Regions from separate parts of the Mus musculus genome. Here all the other regions are linked to region 1. A link is a contact called in public Micro-C and promoter capture Hi-C data. All regions are on one chromosome and are shown on one strand. The core of a region is the stretch at or near the end of the contact, and the rest is flanking DNA. Distances in the headings are between cores, read along the strand shown. Region 1 holds the start of Mphosph6 (M phase phosphoprotein 6). Region 2 holds the start of Nudt7 (nudix (nucleoside diphosphate linked moiety X)-type motif 7). Region 3 holds the start of Foxc2 (forkhead box C2). Region 4 holds the start of Wwox (WW domain-containing oxidoreductase).

What was found. Promoter capture Hi-C pulls out the DNA fragments that hold promoters and counts their contacts. Hi-C and Micro-C count contacts between places; a contact is called where the count stands out from the background.
Region 2: a contact with region 1 is called in a promoter capture Hi-C map of pre-B cells. The contact joins the promoter of Nudt7 here to the promoter of Mphosph6 in region 1. A contact is called at or near these places in 2 of 39 promoter capture datasets (cranial neural crest and pre-B cells) and 1 of 484 Hi-C or Micro-C datasets (CD4 T cells).
Region 3: a Micro-C map of the G1E-ER4 cell line shows a contact between it and region 1, with 4 times the contacts expected there. The contact joins the promoter of Foxc2 here to the promoter of Mphosph6 in region 1. A contact is called at or near these places in 2 of 484 Hi-C or Micro-C datasets (CD4 T cells and the G1E-ER4 cell line).
Region 4: a promoter capture Hi-C map of pre-B cells shows a contact between it and region 1. The contact joins the promoter of Wwox here to the promoter of Mphosph6 in region 1. A contact is called at or near these places in 4 of 39 promoter capture datasets (cranial neural crest, hematopoietic stem and progenitor cells, liver and 1 more) and 3 of 484 Hi-C or Micro-C datasets (CD4 T cells, CD8 T cells and pre-B cells).

Annotation. Positions count from the first base shown.
Region 1 is chr8:117,799,847-117,803,934 of GRCm38.p6, reverse strand. Mphosph6 (M phase phosphoprotein 6) reads left to right here and starts at 1,961. Exons shown (of 5, transcript NM_026758.4): 1 at 1,961-2,083. The coding sequence starts at 2,033.
Region 2 is chr8:114,132,310-114,136,802 of GRCm38.p6, reverse strand. It overlaps Nudt7 (nudix (nucleoside diphosphate linked moiety X)-type motif 7), which reads right to left and starts at 3,229. Exons shown (of 4, transcript NM_024437.4): 1 at 3,103-3,229; 2 at 312-465. The coding sequence starts at 3,137.
Region 3 is chr8:121,113,500-121,118,071 of GRCm38.p6, reverse strand. Foxc2 (forkhead box C2) reads right to left here and starts at 1,901. Exons shown (of 1, transcript NM_013519.2): 1 at 1-1,901. The coding sequence starts at 1,457.
Region 4 is chr8:114,436,829-114,441,121 of GRCm38.p6, reverse strand. Wwox (WW domain-containing oxidoreductase) reads right to left here and starts at 1,470. Exons shown (of 9, transcript NM_019573.3): 1 at 1,244-1,470. The coding sequence starts at 1,350.

The DNA.
Region 1 (4,088 bases), core at 712-3,211:
ACCTTACCAAACCTTTTAGCATAGCTTCACATCCCACAAATCCTCCTTTTTCTTTTTATAGGAGGGGCATCACTGGAGTGTCTAGAGTGAAAATTTAGGGTGGGGTGGAATATCAAAATAAAACACAACACCATAAGCCAGAGGGGTAACAAGGGGTGGGAGCTAAGAAAACAAGGGATTATTGAAACAATTAAATGTCATACCATTTGGGATACACTGCCTTTGCCAGGCCAGAGAGGCTCAGGGACTCTTGCTATGCCATCTTTGGTCAGCAAGCTCTTGTCACAACTGTAACTTATAGTTACATGATACTTCATTTTTCTATGGTCACCATAATGAAATACTACAGGGGTGGGGTGGGAGGGGGTGTTGGGTGTCGGCTACATGTATTTCTTATAGTCATGACCAAGGTAGTAGTAGTTTTGGCTTCTCTGGGGCTTCTTTCCTTGGCGTGTAAATGGTCTTTCTTTTAGCACACACACCTCTGGTGCACTCAGAAGTTTTCATCTTATGACAGGAGGCTGAAGATTTAGCTAAGTGGTAAGCTTAGTGTGTGGCTGTAGGTTTCGTCTACAGCACAGGGGAAGAAAGGCTACCAGCCACACTGGATGTGGGTTCGTCCTAAAGGTTGTCTCTTGAAAAGCCCTGTCTCCAAACACAGTCACATTTTGAAATAATGGGGGTCAGGACTTCAGTATTTGAATGGAAGGAGACATAAGTCTGCCATATATGGTTAGTCCGGTAACAAGATAGCAGGATTTTTATTTATTTTATTTTTTATTTTTGGTACATTCTACCACCAAGGCTTCATATAACGATATTTTCTTGACTTTCAAGCCTTCCCACTTTGATCTGAAGAGGGCCACCCTGGATTAAATTTAAAGTGACCCTAAAAGTCACTGGCTGCAGCCATTTTCTTCCTTCCACGGTATTTACTGCTTTCTAATGTAGCTCCAGGAAAGGGTGGGAATGTGTCTTTAGCCCCTTGGTGCTCACCCATGTCTCACTGACAGTTATGAGTAAATGTGTTTCTGTAACCACTTAACACATTATGTCTTTATTTACTCCACTGAGAAAACCTGCAGGGCGTTTAATATCCGGAATGCTTTATGAATCTCGACTTTACCACTTCTCCAGCGGGTTGCTTATTACATGCCAGTGATGTGTCCTTCCGTATACTTACGAGGTACGGCACCACAACTTGTGGAAGTCCATTCTGCCCTTCCATCACGGGGGTCCCGGGGATCAAACTCATGTCCTCCTCGGGCTTGGCAGCAAGTGTTTTCACCCATTAAACCACCCCTGGCCCCTTCACAAGTTGTCGCCTTGCGTACAGCTCTTGCTAGTTCCTGCCATTCTTCCCATTCCAGAAGGAAATCCTTCAGGCTCCAAGATGCACAGCGAACAGGTGTATGCATATTCATCAGTCTTCCACGGTTTGTGTGCAGCCCTACAGCTATCACGCAGCCTGGGTTTGTGACCACCTCCTTCACTCTGGGACAGAGCATAGCGACACCAGCGGCTCAGGGCTACTGAGAGTTCTAGAAAACACGCTTCATAGAAAGCCACCATTCGTATTTTTAAAACTTTTAAACTCTGGCAGCAACCTCAGCGGCCTCAGCTAGGACCTCAGCAAGGAACTTCCAGACCGGGTCGTTAGGGAGTCCTCGGGTGTCGTGGAGGCCCCGCCTACAGCTCCAGCGTCCTCCCCTTAATCCGCCTTTCCTGAGTTTAGCCCTGGGACCCTGAATCGCAGTCGCCCCGCGGTGGCCCGAGCTCTTACCACAGCTCTTTGCGGAGAGACGCGCTCCGGGAGCTGGAGAAGCCAGAAGCAGCTCCGAGCACTAGGGCGGGGCAGCGCGATGGGTGTGCCTAATCGGGGGCGTGGCAACGGCGCGGGGGCGGAGCTAAAGCTCTGCCACGCCTGTAAGCGACGTGGCCCGGGCGGGTCTAGAGCGTCGTCTTATCTAGCTCCGCTCTTGACCGTGCGCAAGCGCAGTGCGGCGGGAAAGCCTCTGCAAGTGCGTCCAACATGGCGTCGGAGCGCAAGACTAAGTTATCCAAGAACCTGCTGCGCATGAAGGTGCTGAGGTCGGGAATGCTGGGTTGTCGGGCGGGGAGGCTGCTGAGCTCCGAGATGTTCCGTAGTGGGACTCGGGCCGAAGCGATGGGCAGACTGGCTCGGGATGGCCGCGGCCAGCGCACCCCATTCATTCGCTCAGCCTGCGGGCCTTTGGGCACCAGGGGTGAGATTTTGCTTAGCCTGATGTGGGGAGGGAGCCTGCACAACGTTCATCAGAGCCTGCAGAGTTGAGTGCTGTGGTGGCTTTAGTGTCTGGGCCGCCTGGGAAGTTAGACTTCTCGCGAGAAGTGGTCCCTAAGGAGGAACAACGTGAGGGATGGCAGGTAGTGTCCTAAACTGAGGGAAAGTGAGTCCAGAAGCTAAGAAGGAGAAAATCAGGGACGTTGCAAAGAACTAAAGGTAGCTCGGACGTCTGAAAGACAAGGAGCATAAAATGAGGCTGGAAATCTTAGTGGTCACACATCCAAGGAATTGTAAGCCAGGCTGAAGTTTTGTTCCTGTTGCCTCATGAGCAGGAGGAAACTGTTTTCTGAGTTAATTGCTTTTTGTTTGTTTGTTTGTTTGTTGGGGGGGGGGGGGGTCGAGACAGGGTTTCTCTGTGTAGCCCTGGCTGTCCTGGAACTCACTCTGTAGACCAGGCTGGCCTCGAACTCAGAAATTTGCCTGCCTCTGCCTCTCCCAAGTGCTGGGATTAAAGGCGTGCGCCACCACGCCTGGCTAGTTATTGTTTTTTTAAGGCCACTTTAACTGAACTGTGGATGATGGTTAATCAGAAAGGCCCAGCCCAACAACGTGAAAGCTCACAGCCAAAAGGATGAGCTAAAAAAGTTCCTGTGTTCTGGGTGAAGGTTGTCTTCGTGGTGGGAATGGAGAAAATGTTAGTGGGGTGAAATGAGTTCTCCACTAACTTTTAAACAAAATGAGTTTCCCTTTGTGTGTGTGCATGCATAGCTGTATATATACCATGTGTGTTCAGGTGCCTGCGAAGGCCAGAAGAGAGTGTTGGAGCCCCTGAAACTGGAGTTTTAAGTCAGCAGGTATGAGTACCAGGACTTAGGCAAGAGTCAAGGGTGCTCTTAGCCACTGAGCCAACTTCCCCAGCCCATGATTTTTAAATTTGAAGTTGAGCCAGCTGAAGTGGCTTTGATGGCACACATTTGTAATCCCAGCACTTGGGAGGTGGAGGCAGGAGCTTAATTTGTGGCCAGCCTGAGCTGGATATGAGACCCTGTCTCAGACATCATTAAAACAGAAGCAGCTTAACCACAATTTAAAAGGGGTTAAAAGCGGATGAACACAGGAGTTAAGACAGGGAAAAGCTAACTCTTGAAGCTTAAATAATACTAATAGAACGTATTCACGGTCCTCCCAATATTCCGGCATTGTTCTCCGTGTATATACTGAACCACTTAATTCACATAGTAACATTTGAAGGAGTTACAGTTGTCATCTCTGACACCTGAGGTATCTGAGACAGAAGTAACAGCTGAAAAGACTGGTCATCTGGCCCCAGAGCTTCTGCTTGTAATGATTAGCCTGTAGCACCTGTCTCTAACACACGGGGAGCTTGATTACAACGCCTGACTCAACAGTATTATAAACATGTGTTTAACAGAGCTGTCCTACCTACCAAGCGGTATAGTTTAGCTACACAGTACACTATAGAGTTTCAGTAGCTTACCCCAGGATGGTGTAGCTGTCTGGGAGCTGTGGCCCACTGTGCCCCAGCAGCCTAATAGAGTCTCCTCTTACATATGGCTAGCCCAGGAAACAGCATTCCTAGTAGTGTTTCTAATGGGTGGTAGCAGATCCCCACCATCTTAAAGGTGATTTGATTCATTAAGCCTCACCATGTGAAGTTGTGGTCTGTCAGTGCTTATGGTGAAATGAAAACTCTCTTAGAGAACGTGTTTCCAAGAAAAGGAAGGAAGGCATAAACGGGTGCTGTGTCGAGGGCCGGGGAGTGAGCATTCCCCCATGAGCTTTGAGTGCAAGCTGAGCTGGG
Region 2 (4,493 bases), core at 1,980-4,479, 3.7 Mb after region 1:
ACAAATGAACACCAAAACTTAAAGTCAGCACTTGGGAGGCAGAGAAAGGCAGATTGTCATAAGTTCAAGACCAGCTTGAGCTGCAGAGCAAACAAACCAGTGTCTCAAAATCACCAAACAGACAGACAAAATCCCATTCCATCCCCTGCATCCATGATCCTCTCCCTCCGACATCATGATATTGAAAGTTCACTTGGTAACGGCCGCCTTGAGATGAGGACGTAGTCACAGAAGGTTTTTTTTTTTTTTTTTTTTTTTTTTTTTTTTTTTTTTTAAACCCTGAGATGTCACAAGAGTGTTTTGTCACCCACCTTGTCTGAGCGGACCGTGAACATCAAATACAACTTTCCTCCTCTGGCCAGCAGTGGTACAAGGACAGAGAATTTATTAGAGGACAGGTGAGAATATCTGGTCCCGACATCAGACTTTCTCAGGCGAGCCTTGGCATCATCTATCAGATTGTTTCTAAGAAGAATACAAGACAAAAGTTGAGTAAGCAGAGCTGTGGCAGCAAGCACCTAGCCCTGCCAATCTATTTGTATGTGTGTGTGAGGGGGGCATCCGTGTATGTGTGCATGTGTGTACGTGTGTATGTGTATATGTGTGTAGCTTGGATTTCATTTCTGAGTCTCATTATAGTTTTCCAATAACCTGGCAGAAATCACAGTATTTAAATGGCATGTGTTGGCAAGACAGACAGATGAGGCAAAAACACCAAGCCCACATTGCATACAGAGTTGGCTTTGAAAGGCAACTTAAATGAAAACTTCCAGTGTAAGCCAGGTTATGCATGTATGCCATGCCTGCATGTGAGAAGCAAATGTGGGAGAACCTAGAATTAATGGCTGTCCTCAACAATAAGGTGAGTTCAGGGCCTGTCTATGACATGTGTCATCTTACAGCAAGAAACCAAACCAAACAGCAAGTCTGTATGGTAAAACATTCCCCCAATAAGCTTTAATATCTGTAAATAAACTGGACCTCACTGTAGTCCCAGCTATTTGAGAGGCTGAGGCAGGAGGATGACAAGTTCAAGGCATCCTTGGTTTACATAGCGAGTTCAAGGACAGCCTTGAATTCAAGACTATGTTCCAAAATAAGAAATAAAGGAGCTTTTGGGATGTAGCTCGGTAGTAAAGCATTTGCTGAGTAAGGGAGGCCCTGGTTCTGTTTCTAGTGCTTTGGAGGAGAAATTACTATTGCTATAGGAAGACAGGACAGGTGTGCCAAAAACTCCTCCTGAGGCTTGCCTGGTCCTTCCACCATTCACAAACCCAGACACCTTGTAAATGTGATTCTCAAACCCAAACAGCCACAGGATCTGCTACAAGGCGGTGCCCAACAGACTCCTCCAGCACTTACCCCAAAACCTGACTCGGTGACTTTGAGGTGAGGCCCGAGGGTGAGCGCTTGATCCAACTTCCAAAGTGACAAGGTTGCCTCTGTGGCAGCTCAAGGGACTGTACCATCACTGATAGTTACCGCCAAAGTTTAGATTCAGCACCACAAATGGGACTGTTTTCATGTGGCTCTTTCCGAGTCCCTCGGATGAGCTCTATGCTTTATGCTGCTTGTTTGCATGGTGTGTGACAGTGACCACCTTATTCATGTCAACATAGAGCCTGAGAATGTGGTGTTATTCAGAAATGGGTTCTTTGCAGATGTAAGTAGTTAAGGCTCTTGAGATTGCACCATCCTGAATGTAGGGAGAACTCCCAATCCAACAACAGGTGTCTTTGAAGGAAGAGGCTATAGACATAGATGTACACACACACACACACACACACACACACACACACACACACACACACACAGAGAGACAGACAGACAGACAGACAGATGGGAATGGGGACCCAAAATCTGCTGCTATAAGCCAAGGATGATCGAAAGTTACCAGAAGCTGGAAGGGGCAATGGAACATCCCCAGAGACTTCTGATTGTGTGCCTGCTAATACCTTGATTATGGACTTCAGACCTGATTATGGGTCCTTCAGACCCAAGAGAGGCTAATTGCTATTCCTCAAGTCATCCAGTTGGTAGGACTTTGTCACAGTGGCTGTAGAAAGTGTAACATTAGTTCTCACTATTCCGCAGTATGACTGTGCAAAACCAGATGTTTAGGTCAGCCAGAACTCATTCCATCTCAAAAGCTGGGTGGAGCCGGGTGCGGTAACTAGCTCACACCTGCAACCTCCTAGTGCTTGGAGAAGCTGAGGCAGAACGACTACCGAAAGTTTGAGATCAGCCTGGGCTACCCATCATCTCCTGGAGCCTCGAGAAGTCCTCATCTGTAACTTGCTCGAGGGTAGCCGTGCAGGTAAAGTGGCCAGTTCATGAACAAGGTGGCCCTGAGCTGTGAGTGTTAATCACTAGCGCATCCTTAACAAGCCTTTGGTTAGAGGGGTTTGCTTATTCTCAAACACCGCCCCCCCCCCCCACAAGCCCCATCCCATCCATGTGACAGAGAGCTGGCTGCAAACCAATCAAATGTCCTGGAAAGGGCCAATGAAAGCTGGCACACAGTACAGCTGATACTCACAGGCCTCTGTCCAGAAAAGACAATTAGCCAGCCAAAGAGGAAGAAGGCTTTTAAACAACCCCTAGAACTGCCCAGAGGCAGCAGGAAAATAAAAGTCTAATTGTGTCGAGACAATACCATCAAAATAGGAGCAGGGCTGGCCCATTCTGTGTTGAGTTCTCAGAACAGCCTTGTAGTACTGAGGCCAGGCTGGGAGCAGCAATGCCTTGAGCAAGAACCTCGGTTATGGGTGGAAGAAGCCACCCAGGAACTTGAACTCTGTTTGGCTGATGCATAACTGTCTGGCCATGTTGGGGTTCTGAGGTTCCGCTGTGGGGGTTCCTGAAGAGTGACTCGGATTGGCAAAAGGGAAACGCTGTGACCCTGGGAGATGAGGACACGCCTGCGCGTGTGTGAATCTTGTTAGGTGAAAACCCCAACTCTGTCCCCAGGAGCAGAAGAGCAAAGTTCCGGCTGGAGGGGAGCCCTGAGGAGCCTGAACTGCAGGGTGGATAGATAGGGCCTGTGCAATGATCAGAGCCCGGCTTGGTCAGGCTCCGGTGCTTGGAGCCGGAGAGCTTTACCTGACAGGCTCCGGGAGTCCACAAGGTCGCGACATCAGCCCTGCAGTACTTCCTCTTACTAGCAGCAGGAGACTTCGGGAAGCAAATAGTTCTGACGCGCATGCGCTTAGTAGCCCCAGCTAGGAATGAGGGCGGGGACTTTTCAGGGAGGAGAGGCTGAGGGCGGGGCCCTTCAAAGACGCCCGAAGTGCTAGGGGCGGGGCCTATAGGTAGGGCGTGTTCGGGGCGGAGTTAGGTCCGAAGGTGGTGCTGACCGGATTTAAAGTGTTGAATACACTAAAAAAAAAAAAAAAAAAAAAAGATTGCTGTCTAGTAGCGTGGGCTTCTTCAAAACCATGGAGCATGTGAGAAAATTTGCAATAAGCAGTTGTAAAAAGTACTTAATTTTAAAAAATTAAAAATTAATTACGCTTGCCGGGCATGGTGGTACATGCCTTTAATCCCAGCACTTGGGAGGTAGGGGCAGGCAGATTACTCTTGAGTTCCAGGGCAGCCTGGTCTACAAAGTGAGTTCTGGGACAGCCAGGACTGTTACATAGAGAAACACCGTGTCTTGAAAAACCAAACAAAAACGAAAACCAAAAACCAAAAACAAAACATTTTATTTACTAGTGTGTGTGTGTGTGTGTGTGTGTGTGTGCGCGCGTGTGTGTGTGTGTGTGTGTGTGTGTGTGTGTGTGCGCGCGCGTGTGTGCGTGCGTGTGTGTGTGTGTGTGTGTGTGTGTGTGTGTGTGTGTGTGTGTGCTACAGAATATGTATGAAGATCAGAGGACAACTTTCAGGAGCCAGTTCTCTCCTTCCACCCTGTGAGTTCCAGGAATGAAACTCAGGTAGGTAGGCTCAGAGGCTGGGAGGGGAAAAGGAGGCTGGGTGGAGAGTTGGGGGCTTGGAAAACCAGGCCGAGCTCCTCACTCCTGGCCAAAAGAGAGTGTCTAACATGTAGCTCTCCACACCTCCACCCCCACCCCAGTATCAATGTCTCCAGTGTCCTGCTGCAATGCAGACTGCCCAGAAGCACACACCTACTAAGTCCCAGGAGGGTGGCAGGTCCCCAGTGTAGGTAGATGCTGCTGTCTGACACCTGCACCTGTTTTCAGGGATGAACTGCCTAGCAATGGGAGAGCTCCATCACCTCACACAGAGCTGAGAGAGAGTGTGAGCTGAGCGGGGAGGCTGGCCGGAACTGAGACTGGGGGGGGGGGGGGAGAGGGGAGCAAGGCAGGCTTCTCCAAAGACTGGCATAGTGTCTGACACACAAACTTAATGATGGGCTTTACAATTCATATATCCTTCCCTAATGTCACACATGAGTACAATGTATCTATTGTAAGTGATTACAATAACACCCACCTTCCATACCCCTCCATTTTCCTCCCAGAACCCCCAACCAC
Region 3 (4,572 bases), core at 652-3,151, 3.3 Mb before region 1:
GGGGCTGCGTGGCGGTAGAGGGACGGCGTAGCTCGATAGGGCAGCTGACAGCTCGCATTGCTCACCTGGGACTCCCCGAGGGACGAGTTGTCCAGTCCTAGCCGGTGCGAGTTGAACATCTCCCGGACGTTGGGGAAAGTTTGCTGTTGGGTTGCAAACGTGTGGCCGGGGAGGTGGCTCAGGTCCCCGCCGTGGTTCAGATACCAGGAGGTGGCCTGGGTGGCGGGCTGCGGCGCGGGAGGGGGCTGCGGGGCGGGCGGTGGCGCCTGCGGGTGGAGGTGGCCGTGATGCTGGTGGTGGTGACCCGAGGCCCCCAACGCGCCCTCCTGACCCGCTGCGAGGTTGAGGGCGCCGAGCGGGGAGCCGGGGCCGCTCGGGTGGTCCGACAGAGCCTCGTCCAGCGCGGGCGGAACGCACACGTGCGCGGGCCGCTCGGCCCCGGTGTACAGACTCATAGCCCGCATACTGCACTGGTAGCCCGCGGAGCCCGCAGCCTCCAGGCCCTGCGCGCACGGCTGCGTGTAAGCGGCGGGTGGCGCTGCGGCGTATGGCAGTGCCAGCGGTGGCACCACCAGGCCGGCGCGCGCGGCCGCTGGGCTCAGATCGCCGCCCGGAGGCGACGTGCGCAGCGTCATGATGGTCTCCACGCTGAAGCCGGGCAGCCCGTTAGGCGCCGCGGCGTGGTGCTCCGGCAGCGAGCCGTCTGGGGAACCTGCGGGCGTGGAGGATGCGCTGCGCGGACTGGCCTGCAGCGCTCCCTCGGGGCTCAGCGTCTCCACCTTGGTGATGACCGGCAGCGCGGGGGACGCCGCCTCGCTCTTAACCACGACTTTCTTCTCGGCCTCCTTGGGCCCGTCAGCTACCGGGGTCCCTGTCGGAGCGCCCTTGGCCGTGGTCGAGGGCGGCTCCTTGAGGTGGGCCCGCTCCTCCTTGTCCTTGGGCACATCCTTCTTCTTGAAGCGCCGCCGCCGCCGCAGGAAGCTGCCATTCTCGAACATGTTGTAGGAGTCCGGGTCGAGCGTCCAGTAGCTGCCCTTGCCCGGCTTCTTGTCGTCGCGCGGCACTTTCACGAAGCACTCATTGAGTGACAGGTTGTGGCGGATGCTGTTCTGCCAGCCCTGCTTGTTCTCGCGGTAGAAGGGGAAACGGTCCATGATGAACTGGTAGATGCCGTTCAGAGTGATCTTCTTCTCTGGCGCGTTCTGGATCGCCATGGTGATGAGCGCTATATAGCTGTAGGGCGGCTTCACCAGGTCCTTGGGCGCCGCGGGCTGGTGGTGGTAGGGCGCGTAGGAGCGGCCCATGCCGGCGCCGTACTGCTCCGGGTGGCCGGAGTAGACGCCCATGGGGCTGGCCATGCCGCCGTAGCTGCCGGCCGCCCGGTAGTAGTTTTGCTCACTCAAATAGGGTACCACTCCCAGGGCGTTGGGGTCCGATACCGAGTAACGCGCCTGCATGCTGCGTCCCAGACGCCCGGTCGCCGCCTGCGCGCACCGACTGCGGCCCGCGGCGAGCGAGGCCCGGAGCAGGAGAGCAGGAAGGGACGGAGCGATGCAGGCAGCCCCGACTCGGGGCAGCCTCGCGGTCCACGCGCGGAAGACGCCGGCGCTCGGGTTCAGCCGACCGGGCGGATCGGCATCCTGAAGGGTGCACGGCAGGCGGCCCCGCTGGCCGCGCACTCTCGGCTTGGCGGGTGGCAGCCCTGAGCTGGCGGCACAGACGCCACGCGCGACCGTGGAGCGACACCAGCCCTTCCGAGTGCTAGAAAAGGAGACAGCGGCTCTCGGGGCCCCGCCAGGAGAACTGCAGCCCGCAGCGTCAGCGAGCTAGGGTCCGGAGAGGCTGCGCGGCCGAGCCCGGAAAAAGAAGCAAAGTCCCTTTTAGGGATTGGGAAAAGTTTCAAAAGTCTTCTGGCTCAAAGCGAGTTTTTACTTTCTTCAGGCCGCGCCCCCTCCAGGAAGTTTGCACCAATCATCTGGCAGCTGCGAGAAGGATGGCACCAATCAAAACGAGGAGCGCCTGAATCCGTCGGCTCTAAGACCCAGATGCTCTTAGCCAGATCTCCCCCCCCCCCAGCTCAAGTTAACTTGAGGACTTTTAAAAATGAGTTACATCTTATAAAATTTTATTTTATTATCACATTTTGTTTAACGAGACCACGTGTCCAGAGCAAAAATTAAAAACCCTGTTCCTTTGGAAAATAAAAAGAAGTTTAGTTTGAAATATAACATCGAATTGATGAAGTTGGGCAGAGATTTGCCCCCAAGACCTTGTAAGTAGGAAAGAGCCTGGAGATTTTTTTTTTATTATTATTAATGGATGAAGAGGCGAATAATTAGATTTCTTAATTATCGGGGCCTAGTTGTAATGGGTTCAGAGCAAACGGACTGAGCGTGTAGGGCCTGTTGAATGCAGTGATGGATAATTCACAGGACGCTTCCAGGTTGAGGAAGAGCCCACAAAGGAGGCCGGGTTGGAGAATTCGGTTCCTCTCCCCTTCACGACGGGGTCGGGCTGGGAGGGAAGGCTTAGTGGGAATGCCAAACTGGGAAGGTAACACCTAAGGAACCATTGGTCCTTCGTCTTCGCTGCTACTTAGGTGATCCATCTGAGTCCTCCAAACAATTTCGTGGGGTTCAGGGAAGCGCGTGAACCCAACTGTTGCTTTCCTGGTCTCCTCTCCCGCATAGACGAGGGCTAGCTTTCCCTGCCATCCATCCCGGCCTCTCCCTTCTCCCCACCTATGAAAGCGCTGTCTGGAGGTTAGGACAAGGCAGCCAGCCCCCGGGAGCTGGTGTCCCCGTTCGGCGTGGGGAGCTCCAAGCCTGCACTCCATCGCCGGCTTCGTCACTGGAAACGCAAAGGAGCGCGGCACTGTGTAGCCTCGGACCCGCTTCCCTAGCTGTTGCCGGGGCCCGGCGTGGGTCCCACTCCGCGGTCAGCATCTTTGGGATCCTGTAAATTGACTGTATTTCAGGCTGTTTGTTTTACTGAGTTTTGATAAGGTGAGCTGAGGACCAGGGGCTCCTTAGAGGGCCTGGTAACTGAAGGACTTTTTTTTTTTTTAATTTTATGCCAACCTTGACGCACAGCGACTCGGAGTTCCCCGACCTTCAAGCGTGCTCCTTCCCTCTAGGAATCCCGGGGACAGTTTGTTTATTTGTGGACTGGTATTTATTCCTTCAACATCTCCAGTCGTCATCGGATCCCTGCTCGGTCCGCTTCCTCAGAAGCACCGAGATGTCCCTACGGAATGGCTCTATGCCTCGCAGAACCTTCTGGAAGTTGTTGGTCCGGTTGGGTAGGGAAGAAGGCGACAGATAAAACATTTGTCTCAGTCTTTCTTCTTCTCCGACCCCCCCCCCACGCCACCACCATAGCCCCCCACCCCCTTTAGATTTTCGGCAAAAGGCTTTGAGAGATTAGAACTCACTGTTTCAGCTTTGGCGGGTGAGGAAACTTTAGTGGCATTGCTTGACGTACCGAAGCAGCAAAATAGGTTTTATGTGTGCTACCTTTGACTCGAGAACCAGAATTTAAAGGACAGGGCTGCACAGGGCCCCCTGACCTGGATGGAGAATCTCGGGAAACACATTTTTGTGGGTGTCCTGGATTCTTTTTTTGACTAATTCCTCTCTCCCCTCCCTTAAAGCAGCAAAGTCAGGCTTCTGGTGCATGTCCGGTGTAGATCTGGGTAGGGGGTTAAGCCTTCCCCTCCCCTCTCAGGGACTCACTAAGAGTTATTGTTCCAATGTCCTTAGTGTGTTTTCGTTCACTTTTTTTTAAAAAAATAACTGTGACAGAAAACGTCTTGCCCCTCATGAAACTCGTGGCAAGTAGTGTTGAATTTTTCTCACGATGTTGCTGAAAATTCCATTCACTGATCAAGAACAACCCCCTCCCCATGGGCTTCCTACAGGGGCACAATTTACTCTGCTTTTATGAGGTGTGTGTGTGTGTGTGTGTCTGTCCCCGTGTTAAACAGCTTTATCAAAGCACGGGGCAGAAACCGAACGCCTCAGACTATGAAATCTAAATTGCCATAAGCCACTTTCTGCCTGCGTATGCCAAATTTAAACCAGTGTCTTCTTAAAAGAACTTTGGTTTAAATTCTCAAATGGATCGACCCACGACCCCTCTCCTAAAGAAAGAGTGGGGGCTCCTGGGGAGGCTCGTTCCTTCGCGCAGGACCTGGCCTCCTTGCTTCTGTGGAGCACTGAGAGAGATGTTTGTTCCGGTTTCTAAAAACAACACTGCACACACACCTGGACTTGGCAGGAACCAGGTCCGGCTCCTGCAGCCAGCAGAGGCCTCAGCTCTCTGAGACTTGCTACATTCTTGCTTATTGCCTGTTCCTTCTCTTCCTTGTCTTGTTGTCAACGAGTCGAAGGCAAATCAGACCCCAGAGGGCCCTGTGTGTTTGTCAAATAATAAGCGATGAAAAGGGCAGGGAGGTGCCTCCCCGGCTTCCCGCCCGGCCCTTCTTCCTCGGCAGGCGCCCTGGCTTCATCACCTGGAGGCGCCTGGCGAATACTCCGTGGGTGGTGGTGCCATCTTGAGGCCGGTTGTGGA
Region 4 (4,293 bases), core at 221-2,720, 3.4 Mb after region 1:
ACTCGGGGGTTGGAGGCAGATAGACATCTTGGAAGGCAGACAGGGAGAGGAACCATGGCTAGGTGACACAGGTGGTGAACTTCCAAGACAGCCAGCTTCTTCCTCACACTCTTTATGTGAGTCGAAAGCCTGGCATCTTAAAACAAAGTCCTTGTGGGCTTTTTCTCCTGCTAGTCAGCTGTTGCTGATGACTGGCTCAGCAAGTTCGAGACCACATCAGGACACGTTACCCAACAGATGTGGGTTGACCAACCCTTATCTTTTCTTCAAACTGACCAACTCTTAAATTAGGGAATGAAAACTCCTCAATGACTTAAAACCAAAGCCCTCAAGAAGAGGCTGCAATTTTTTCGGCTCCAGAGTTCCCTTTGGCTTTGCAGTTGTTTTCTCCATGTGTGTCTGCCCTGTGAACACGAGTCCTCCCCTACAGAGTGCCTTTCAGCCTGCTGACTGTGCCTGCTGCTGTCGGAGGTGTTGGAGACTTCTCCACTGCTACCTGCTACATTGCGAATTTCCCGCTTTTTCATTCTTTGACTGGCAGAGCCTGATCAAGACTGTATGAAAACCTAGCATTTTGTCCATTAAGTATCTATTTCTTAAAAATGAACAGAGGTCCCCAAGCATAGAGTCAGCTGCAGTAGCTCCCCCTATGGGAGCTACTATCCCCTATCACGCCTATGCAATTTTGCCACAGATACAGTCCAAGTAACAGAAAACGCCTGCGGGGCAACCTACTAGCCTCTCCACTGAGTGCCTTGTGCACAGCACAGATTCATTCTTGTGTCTGCTCATTTCAGAGATGAGGAGAACAGAAAAGTCAGGGGCTTGCTTTCAGTGGCCCAAGGTCACGGTTAGCAACAGGGAAAGGCTCTGTGGAGGTTTCCAAGACTTCCCTGGGAAACCACTGCGAGCCATCCAGGACATCTGCTTAAAAATACAGATTGCTGGGCCTCCAGATCAGGTCCCCATGGCAGGAGCTTGGCTTTGAAGTTTTCTCTATTTCCTCTTTAGAGGAGTAAGACCTAGGCGCCACCACCGCACGGTGCAGTGCCACCTAGTGAGCGGCAGGGGGCGTGCGGCGGGTGGCCAGGTGACGGGACCTTGACCCAGATCCCCTAATAACGGGGGACAGCCTGGGACAGGTGGCTGGCATTTCGGATGCGCATGCCCGCCTGGCAGGGCAGCGCAGGGTCCAGGCCTCGCAGGACACGGCTCCCAGGAACGCCGCTCCAAGGCCGCTTACTTGGCGTAGTACACCCAGCCGTCCTTGGTGGTTCTCTCCTCCCAGCCCGGAGGCAGCTCATCCTCACTGTCCGTGTCGTCCAGGCCCGCATAGCGCAGAGCTGCCATGCTGGAGACAGAAGTAGCCGCCTGCTCTCCTCAGCAACTCACTCTGGCTTCAACCGCGCCGCGCGCGTCCGGGAGGGGACCAGACCGCTCGCGCCTGCGCACTGCTCGCCCAGCCGGTCCGCGGCTGTAATCCAGTTTCCGGGTTTTGCAGCTACTGGCGGGAAAGGGGGCGGAGCCTGAGAAGAGCACGGGAGGGAACGCGGAAGAGATGGAACGGCCGTGGGGGGTGGAAGGAAAAGCAGGAACGGCTCAGAAACTGGAATAAGCTTCCTCAGCCTCCTGGAAGGGGCGTGCTTACCCAGTCATCATGCAGGACTCTGCACGTTGCTGGGCGACCCGAAGGCACTTCCTTATTGTTTTACCCAATCCTGAATGAGTCCCAGCAGTGAAGTATCCTGGGAAATGTAGTCCAAGCTCAACTGGACTATAAAGGGGGGGCGGGGAGGGGGGAAAGGTTCTGATGAGATTATTCTGAGCTCCAGTTTCGTCCCATGCCCTGCAGGTGTACAACCTTTTGACACTACGACATGATACTGTGACATGGTCATTTCCAAAATTTACACTAGAGAAGCCCTCAATCGAATATCCAAATAGGAAAAAGAAAAGAAAAATCTCACAATGCTTAAAGTTTAGGATTTTTGTGTTGGGCAGCATTTATTAGTATCCCGGGCCACGTGTTGCCACGAGCCTCAGGTTGGACACACCTGCGAGAGTAAATGTCCTGACTTGATACTATCCAGGTATTTTTCCATTCACAATCTGTGTTGTTTATGTAAATATGCCATTTAAAAAAAAAAAACCTACACTTGGAGAACTAAGTGACTCCAGAATTTGGGAGGGTAAGTCAAAACGATCACAAGTTCACAAGTTCGAGGCCAGCCTATGCTATAAAGGGAGCCAAAAATCGAGAACATGCAAATTCTCATGCCTCCAGATTCTCTATTAAGAGAGAATGGTCTTCCAACCATAACTTGGTTCTCTTGTTCATAGGCGGCACCTGATTACAAACTTGCAAAGCAGACTTTTAAAGCACCTGAAAAAAAAATCCTGGTTATAAATATCCTAGACCCACAATGTGAAGCCTACCTTCACAACAGCACTTAGTCCCTTCCCCTATTTGTTTATCATTTCTGGCTCCTGGAAGTTTAGCTTTGACTTTGATCTAACAAGGATCTATCTGCATGTAAACCCAGGCAAAGAAGATTTTTCAGGAGCTTGAATACGTGTGAGACAAAGCCAACACCCACAAAGTCATACCCTAAGGAGATTTTATGACCATCTTGTTTCTGTAAAAACATCTGCGCCACAGTAGTTATGAAATGAGGATTTTTTAACTATCCAAGCTTGTGCTTCCGAAGCTGCACGCCAGGTGGCGCTATCAGCCTGCAGTTCAAAGCCTTGGTTCCCAGCAAGGAACCTTTGAACCTGTTTTTTGTTTGTTTGTTTGTTTGTTTGTTTGTTTTTAATCGATTGTTTACTTTCTTCTCTAGTAGAAATTTGCAACAACAAGATGCACTCACTTTTGCTGAGTAAAATTTGACACCACTCAAAAGAAACGAAATGTGTGCAAGGGACACGGATTTTAGTAGGCTATTCCTAGAACCCAACTTCTCTAATGTATCAATACCAGGAAGTTGGTTATTTATTTCAACACCTACCCACCCCCAATACCCTGCAGACCTGATTTAACTTAAATCATGAGTCCTTGCTAAATCAAGTTTGCTGCTTTGATGCCAAACTTTACCTACAAAAGGGATCTGGGAAGCTTCCTGACTCTTCTGACAATGTTCTGAAAGAATATCGAAGCTTAGAGTGGCGGCTCTTGCCAGTGAGGTCAGCATATGGGAGACTTAAAACAGAAGGTTAGCGACTTCAGCGACTGTTATTATCCCGTTAGCATTTGTGTGTGTGTGTGTGTGTGTGTGTGTGTGTGTGTGTGTGTGTGTGTCTAAGCTCCGCCCCACAGTTACCCTGTAACAGCCAGGTGTGCTTGAATTACTTTAAAGAGACTGCTTGCTCCCTCCTCTCTCTTGCCTTCTTGCTCCCACTCTGTCCCCTCGTCCCTTCCCCCCACCCACCCCATCCGTGCTCTTGGCGGCCTCTACTTCCCTCCTCCTCCTCCTCCTCCTCCTCCTCCTCCTCCTCCTCCTCCTCCTCCTCCTCCTCCTCCTCCTTCTTCTTCTCTCTCTCTCTCTCTCTCTCTCTCTCTCTCTCTCTCTCTCTCTCTCTCTCTTCCCCCCCACTACACTCTCAACTCCCCTCTCTGAGTAAGCTCTATACTATACTGGCTGGCTGGTCCCTCAGGGGGAAGGGATGCCTCAGCATGGGCCTATAGAGGCACCCCATTCCCACATACCTGACTACAAATCCACCAAAACATATTCCTCCTCTCTTTATCTTTTTATAAACACACGACAGTTACATTTATTTTTATATTTTAATTAGTTAATTTATTTATTGCTGCTGCAACAAAAGGATTCTGAGGGGGAAACTCCCTGTCAGTGTGACCTCACTTGGGTTTGTCACAGGTGCAGAGTTGAGTCTGGCAAACAGATGCTGGAGTTTCTGGGTCCTTGCACCTCTTTCTAGTGAACTGTATAAAGACACATGAAAATCTTCAGGAATGGTGATTTATTAAGAGCAAGATAAAGAGGTGCCTGGAGATGTGCCAGGCTTCAACCTGCGGTCTGCCTCCAAAAGAGCAATAAAGGAATGAGAGCTGAGCCACACGCTGAAATAAACCCTAACCCTAACCCTAACCCTAACCCTAACCCTAACCCTAACCCTAACCCTAACCCTAATCCTAATGGGCTGAAGTAAATTTTCATGGTCTACTAACAAAGTACCCACTTCTCCCAAGCTCAGGGATTTTCTGGGCTTGCTCTTTTGGTTGAAAGAAGCTCAGGTAACTTAAGGGCTTCCAATCTTTCCTCCCAGGCTCTT